2 separate regions of the Mus musculus genome follow, and region 2 is linked to region 1. Evidence: chromatin contacts called from public Hi-C data. All regions are on one chromosome and are shown on one strand. The core of a region is the stretch at or near the end of the contact, and the rest is flanking DNA. Distances in the headings are between cores, read along the strand shown.

Region 1 (2,700 bases), core at 81-2,580:
GCGCCGTGGTCTCCACGGTGTCACCGAACAAGGCGGACCTCTACTTGAGGGATCTTGGGGTACGCTCAGACGCAATCTTGGCAAGCCGCTGTGCTGACGTTGCCGCAGAGGAGAGGTCGGGGCTGAGATCGGGAGGCGGAGACCAGCTGAGCTGGAGCAGGGAACTGGGAGGGCCTCCCCATAGCTGCCCGCCGCAGTTCTAACGCCACAACCACCGCCCGCAGCTTTGAACACGCCCACGCTTTCTTCTGGCCACCAGCACGCATGCGTCTCTCCGGCTGGCCAAAAGACTTCCGGGAAGCTGGTTCCGCTGTGCAGAGCTCACTTCCGTCCTGATCCGCGGAAACTGCGGCTATGGGTCGGGCGGTTCCTTTACCAGGGCCCCGAAGAGGAAAAAAAAAAAAAAAAAAAAAAAAACCCAAGGAATTGTAATTGTCTGGTCTGTCACTTTGTAAACGTTTCCTGCACGAGTAAGCTAATGTTTCAATATCTGCTAACAGTAACAGCTTGGGATGCCTTTAGGCATCGATTTCGCTCTCCAATTCGTAATAGCGTGGAAATGAACTTGGGTGAAAAAGAAAATCTTCCATGGAAAAGTTTTCCAGCACCAGCTCCTTTAGAAGTGCTTTATTTATTTTATTTTTTATTTATTTATTTTTTGGTTTTTCGAGACAGGGTTTCTCTGTGTAGCCCTGGCTGTCCTGGAACTCACTCTGTAGACCAGGCTGGCCTCGAACTCAGATCCGCCTGCCTCTACCTCCCGAGTGCTGGGATTAAAGGCGTGCGCCACCACTGCCCGACAAGAGCATTTTTATTACATTTATTTTGTGTGTCCGGGCTTAGAAGTGCTTTATTTTACTCTGTGAAGAATGGTGTCTGTAAATCGGAAATCGGTCTTATTTCAGTATCACCATTATCTCCAACGTATTCCTCCCAGAAACAGAAAACTTAATTCCCATATAAAGCATACCATAAAGAACAGAAGGTCAAAAGGGGACCTGGCAGATATTCTGGCTGTTTAAATTAGGCCAGGTCTACGAGCTCTCCGCTAGCCAATCAGCAACAAGGAGAGACACAGCAGGTTTCACCCACTACTGGATCACATGGAGAATCAGCTCTCAGCAATGCACCCGACCCCTTTCTTTGCTGCTGTCTCCAGCAGGTCCCTACACTTACACACTTACACACTCACACTTACACACATAACCAGCGCTCTAAGTGAATCAGGCCTTCTTCTCCCCACGGCCCGCCCCCTAGCCCCGGAAGTTACGTTCCGCGCCCCGCCCCCGGACGCCGAGTTTTTCTATCCGGATTCTTAGCGCGGACTCCCGAGTGCCGCTTTTCTCTACGTGCTCCGCACATGCGCGGCTGCCTGTCCCTTCTTCCTCCGCTTCCACTGGCGTCCACGGTTCGCCGAGCCGCCGCCAGCATCGCGGAGGAGTCGGGAAGTTCAAGATGGCCGCCACGGAGCCCCCGTCCCTGCGGGAGCAAGCTGAGTAAGTGCACCGCGCGGGTGTGTCGGAGCTGGGCCTCCAGGCCGGCAATGCGGGGGACGGCGGCGGCGGCGACCTGCGCGACGGGCGGGAAAGTTCAGGCCTAACGGCGACAGCCAAACTTTGCCTTGCCGCGCGCCGTGGGTGGTGCGGCGGGAGGCGTGGGAGCGGCCTGGGCTTTGCTGCCGGTGGGGCCGCGGCTGTTGAGGTGCCGGCAGCGCGGCCTGCTGTCCGTCGTTGCCCCGGGAGGCGGCGGCACGAGCGGCCTCTACAGGTCCAGTTAGCGTGGTGGCTGCTGCTGCCCTGAGGTCGCGCCTTCCTGCACCTCCCTGGGGGACCGTGGAGCTCTCCGATCTCAACCCTCGGTGATCTCCTTCCCTAAAGAGACCCGAGGAATAGTGGCGGCCGGCAGGCTAAGCCCCGCTTTCCTAACGCATATGCTATCCTTGCGATCCTGCTGATGGTAAAAGCAGAGACGGGGGTGCTAGGGTCACACTTTTGACTGTCCCGGAAATTGTGCTAGCGAAGTCCTTTGCCCTTTACTCTTCCTTCCAACCACAACCCGGTATTTCTCTGTCCATTGGTAGCTTATTTCTAACTTTCAAACTTGAGGCAAAGTAAGGTAGACTACCTGGGTTTTGAGGCCTGGCAGTTTTTTGCCCTAGTTTGTTTTTGCCTTTAGGAAGGGACATGGGAGAAGTATTAGGAATCGTTGCTACTTCTAAATCATTCTAATCTGTGTTTTTAATTAAGCGACTATAGAAGTATTTGAAGCCAAGAGAACACATCCTTGAATAAGCAAAAGGACTAGCTGTTGCTTAAAGAAGAGCAGTGTTTTGTTTCCCACGTTTATGCGAGGAAAGCTTAACTTTAAAGAGAATACCACTGAAGACTGGGTGGCAACAGCAACCCCCCCCACCCCCCACCCCCCAGTTACATCTGCATTATCTATGTTTTCAGCCTGTTTAGGAAAGTGTTTGATACCGTTTCCAGCAACTTGTGACAGATAGCTTGGTTTCTTTGCTGAGAATCTAGTTTGGGGTTCCCCTGTCATTTACTTTACTCAGCTTGACAGAGAATTTGTTTTTATTAAGTATGCTTGAAAGTTGCATTGTGGTTGTGACAATTGGGCTTAGCAGAGAACAGATAGGATTTTAAGATAGCTTATTGTCCAAGTTCATGGTGTGGCAGTTACAGGATGTTAGTT
Region 2 (2,700 bases), core at 104-2,603, 260 kb after region 1:
TCTCTGGGTCAGAAAGTCTTGCCTATTCCTCTCCTGACTAGCTATAGGGTGAAAGGCATCTCACCATCATTGGTAGGCACTTGCCCTGGAAGCAAGGATATTCTGTGACAATTGAAAATGGCATCACTTGAGCAGTGCATGGTGGCACAAAACTTGAATCTCATAATTCAGGAAGCAGAGGCAGGGATCTTTAAATTCAAGGTGAGTCTGGACTACAGAACAAGTTCACGAACAGCTAGGGCTATGCAGAGAAACTCTGTCTCAAAAAACCAAAAATGAAGAAGGGAGAGGAGGAGGAGAAGTGGAAAGAAAGAAGGGAAGAGAGAGGATGGAAGAAAGGAAGAAAGAAAATGGGGAGAGGGAAGGGCAGGAAGAGAGAAGGGGATGAAAGAAGAGAAAGAGAAGAGAGAAGAGAGAGAGAAGAAAGGAGAGAGAGAGAGAGAGAGAGAGAGAGAGAGAGAGAGAGAGAGAGAGAGAGAGAGAGAGAGAACTACTACAAGATGATGTGAGATGTGTGAGATGGGTGGGGATGATGTAAATAAAAGTTCTTGGCACACACAAAAACGACACTTCCCTATTGTAAAGCATCAAAGGTGACAGGTTCCCTTTCTACTGAAAGGTACATTTATTTTCTAGCCCAATGCAACTTGGGCCTGTTTGTGATCCACAGAAGACCACAGCCACCCTTTCTTCCTGATTATACAGCTCTCTTTGCCATGTAGACACAGGGGGAGCTTGTAATTTGAATTCCTGTCCCCTCTGTTCACCTGACTGTACAGTGCAGAGGACAAGCCCTCTCTTGGTTTGTGGATTTAGCCTTGTTATGGACATAGCACCCGGACATGGGGATAGGGGTGTAATTGTCTCCTCTCCCCTGCCCACAAGGTCAAGATTTTGGGGTACAGTCATCCATATTGGCTTCTGCCCAAAACTGAAGCTTGTATCATCCACCCAGGCAAGGTCTTTTCCATGGAGAGTCCTCCACAGAGTCACTTGGGTTTAGGATGCCAAATGGATCCCTGGCACTTCTGGTTCTCTGTCATGTGGGTGCCACTTGTGCTCCTGGCTTCTGACTGGTTGTGATAGCAGCCCAGGGCTGGCATGCATTCTGGCTGTGCTGTTCCCTCTCAGCACCTCCTTCAATGTGGCAAGCTCCCCTTCCCTCCTTCATTCCACAACTGGTGAGCCTTGGATGTACATACAGCCTCTGGGGCTGAAGGTAGACTCAGAAATGACTAGTCAGATTGTGGAAGTGGGTCAGGCAGGTGGCTGGTAAGGTGTGTTCTGTGCAGAAGTGGCAGATCAGGAGCCTGCCAAGATTTCTCAGTTCCCCTTTCGATTTCACTGCATCAGCAGCTGCAGCCTGTTCCCAGATACATGCTTGATGATTCTAGATGCCAGAATAAAGAAGCAGAGGAAGGGCGCTGTGAGTCAGGTCTGGAGAACAACACCACCTACCCACCCACCCACCCACCACCACCACCACCACCACCACACACAAACACACATCAGAATGACTCCCTCAAATCATTCTGAGAGGCAGTAATGTAGCACATAATGACACACATGAGTGGCGTTGATGCAGGAAGCGCGTGAGTCACACTGGGAGAGCGTGGAAAGGCTTCAGAGAAGGGGTGAATGTAATTTTACCTCGTGAGCAAGAGCCTGGAGCTTTTTTTTTTTTTTTTTGGTTAGAGGAAATGGGTGGGAGGGGCTTTGGTATCACTCACAATCTGCTTCAGCATCCTTCAGGGGCCATGCTCACTTAGCATCCTGAAGTAAAAATAACACATTTTGGCTGAGCAACTCCCAGAGGCCAGACAGCATTTGGGAGCCAGGAAAGGCATGTGGGAGAGTCCCGAAGAAGCCCTACAATTGGGCCAGTCAGTTTTCATGGTTCACCTCCTACCAGTTCTCCCTCCTCTACGTCTATTCCATCTTTGATAGCCCACGCCCTTTCAGCTCCTCGGTGTTCTTGCCCTACATAGAGTTTTCTCTCTGTGCCCTTACTCTTTCATGTTCTCATTTCCCAAAGAACAAAGTCTGGCCTGGTTTGCAAAGTCCCTGAGATTTGGCCTCCAGAGAGCTGAGCATGGTCTAAGCTATCTGCAGCATGTCTTTACCATCTCTTTCTTCCTTCTACCTTTCATTGAAATTCCCTCACCAGACACTTTTTTCCCCAAAAGTCCCCCTGCCATATATGCTCCCTTCCTCTATTTTCTAGAACCTCAATAGTAATCAATAATCCTATTGTATTTTCTTCCTTTTTTCCTAAGGCTATCTAGAATAACTAATATACTTGACACAAAGTACTATTAACGTCCCTTCACATCCTAAACTGGTTGGAGCTTTGGAGGTGATTGTTTCATAGCTTGTTATTACTCTATTTTCTTATGGGTCTACTTTGGGTAGTGACTATTACTGTTGATAGCATTCTACTTGCAAAGAACTATGGTAGGCCTGAACTCCTAACAGAGAGAAATAACATCTCAATTCTTTTTTTTTCCAATTTTTTAAAATCTATTTATTTTTTATTACATATTTTCCTCAATTACATTTCCAATGCTATACCAAAAGTCCCCCATAACCTCCCCCCCCACTTCCCTACCCACTCATTCCCATTTTTTTTGGCCCTGGCGTTCCCCTGTACTGGGGCATATACAGTTTGCAAGTCCAATGGGCCTCTCTTTCCAGTGATGG

Evidence for each region. A called contact is a pair of places that touch in the nucleus more often than the background predicts.
Region 2: a contact with region 1 is called in a Hi-C map of Th1 cells, with 7 times the contacts expected there. The contact joins the enhancer-like site here to the promoter of Prpf4b in region 1. A contact is called at or near these places in 1 of 39 promoter capture datasets (pre-B cells), 4 of 484 Hi-C or Micro-C datasets (CD4 T cells, CD8 T cells, Th1 cells and 1 more) and 1 of 115 datasets of contacts at active chromatin or transcription factors (memory CD8 T cells).

The regions. Positions count from the first base shown.
Region 1 is chr13:34,874,199-34,876,898 of GRCm38.p6, forward strand. Prpf4b (pre-mRNA processing factor 4B) reads left to right here and starts at 1,331. Exons shown (of 15, transcript NM_013830.3): 1 at 1,331-1,496. The coding sequence starts at 1,456. It overlaps Gm36839 (a long non-coding RNA gene), which reads right to left and starts at 1,042. Exons shown (of 2, transcript XR_382181.1): 1 at 971-1,042; 2 at 1-370.
Region 2 is chr13:35,130,273-35,132,972 of GRCm38.p6, forward strand. No RefSeq gene overlaps it. Among named protein-coding and RNA genes, the nearest start is that of 4930529N20Rik, 36 kb to the right of the region's middle. Within about 2 kb of position 1,354, at least 86 of the 459 cell types and tissues checked have an H3K27ac peak or open chromatin away from gene starts, as enhancers often do. A contact at or near this core is called in CD8 T cells, Th1 cells and memory CD8 T cells, where this site is marked.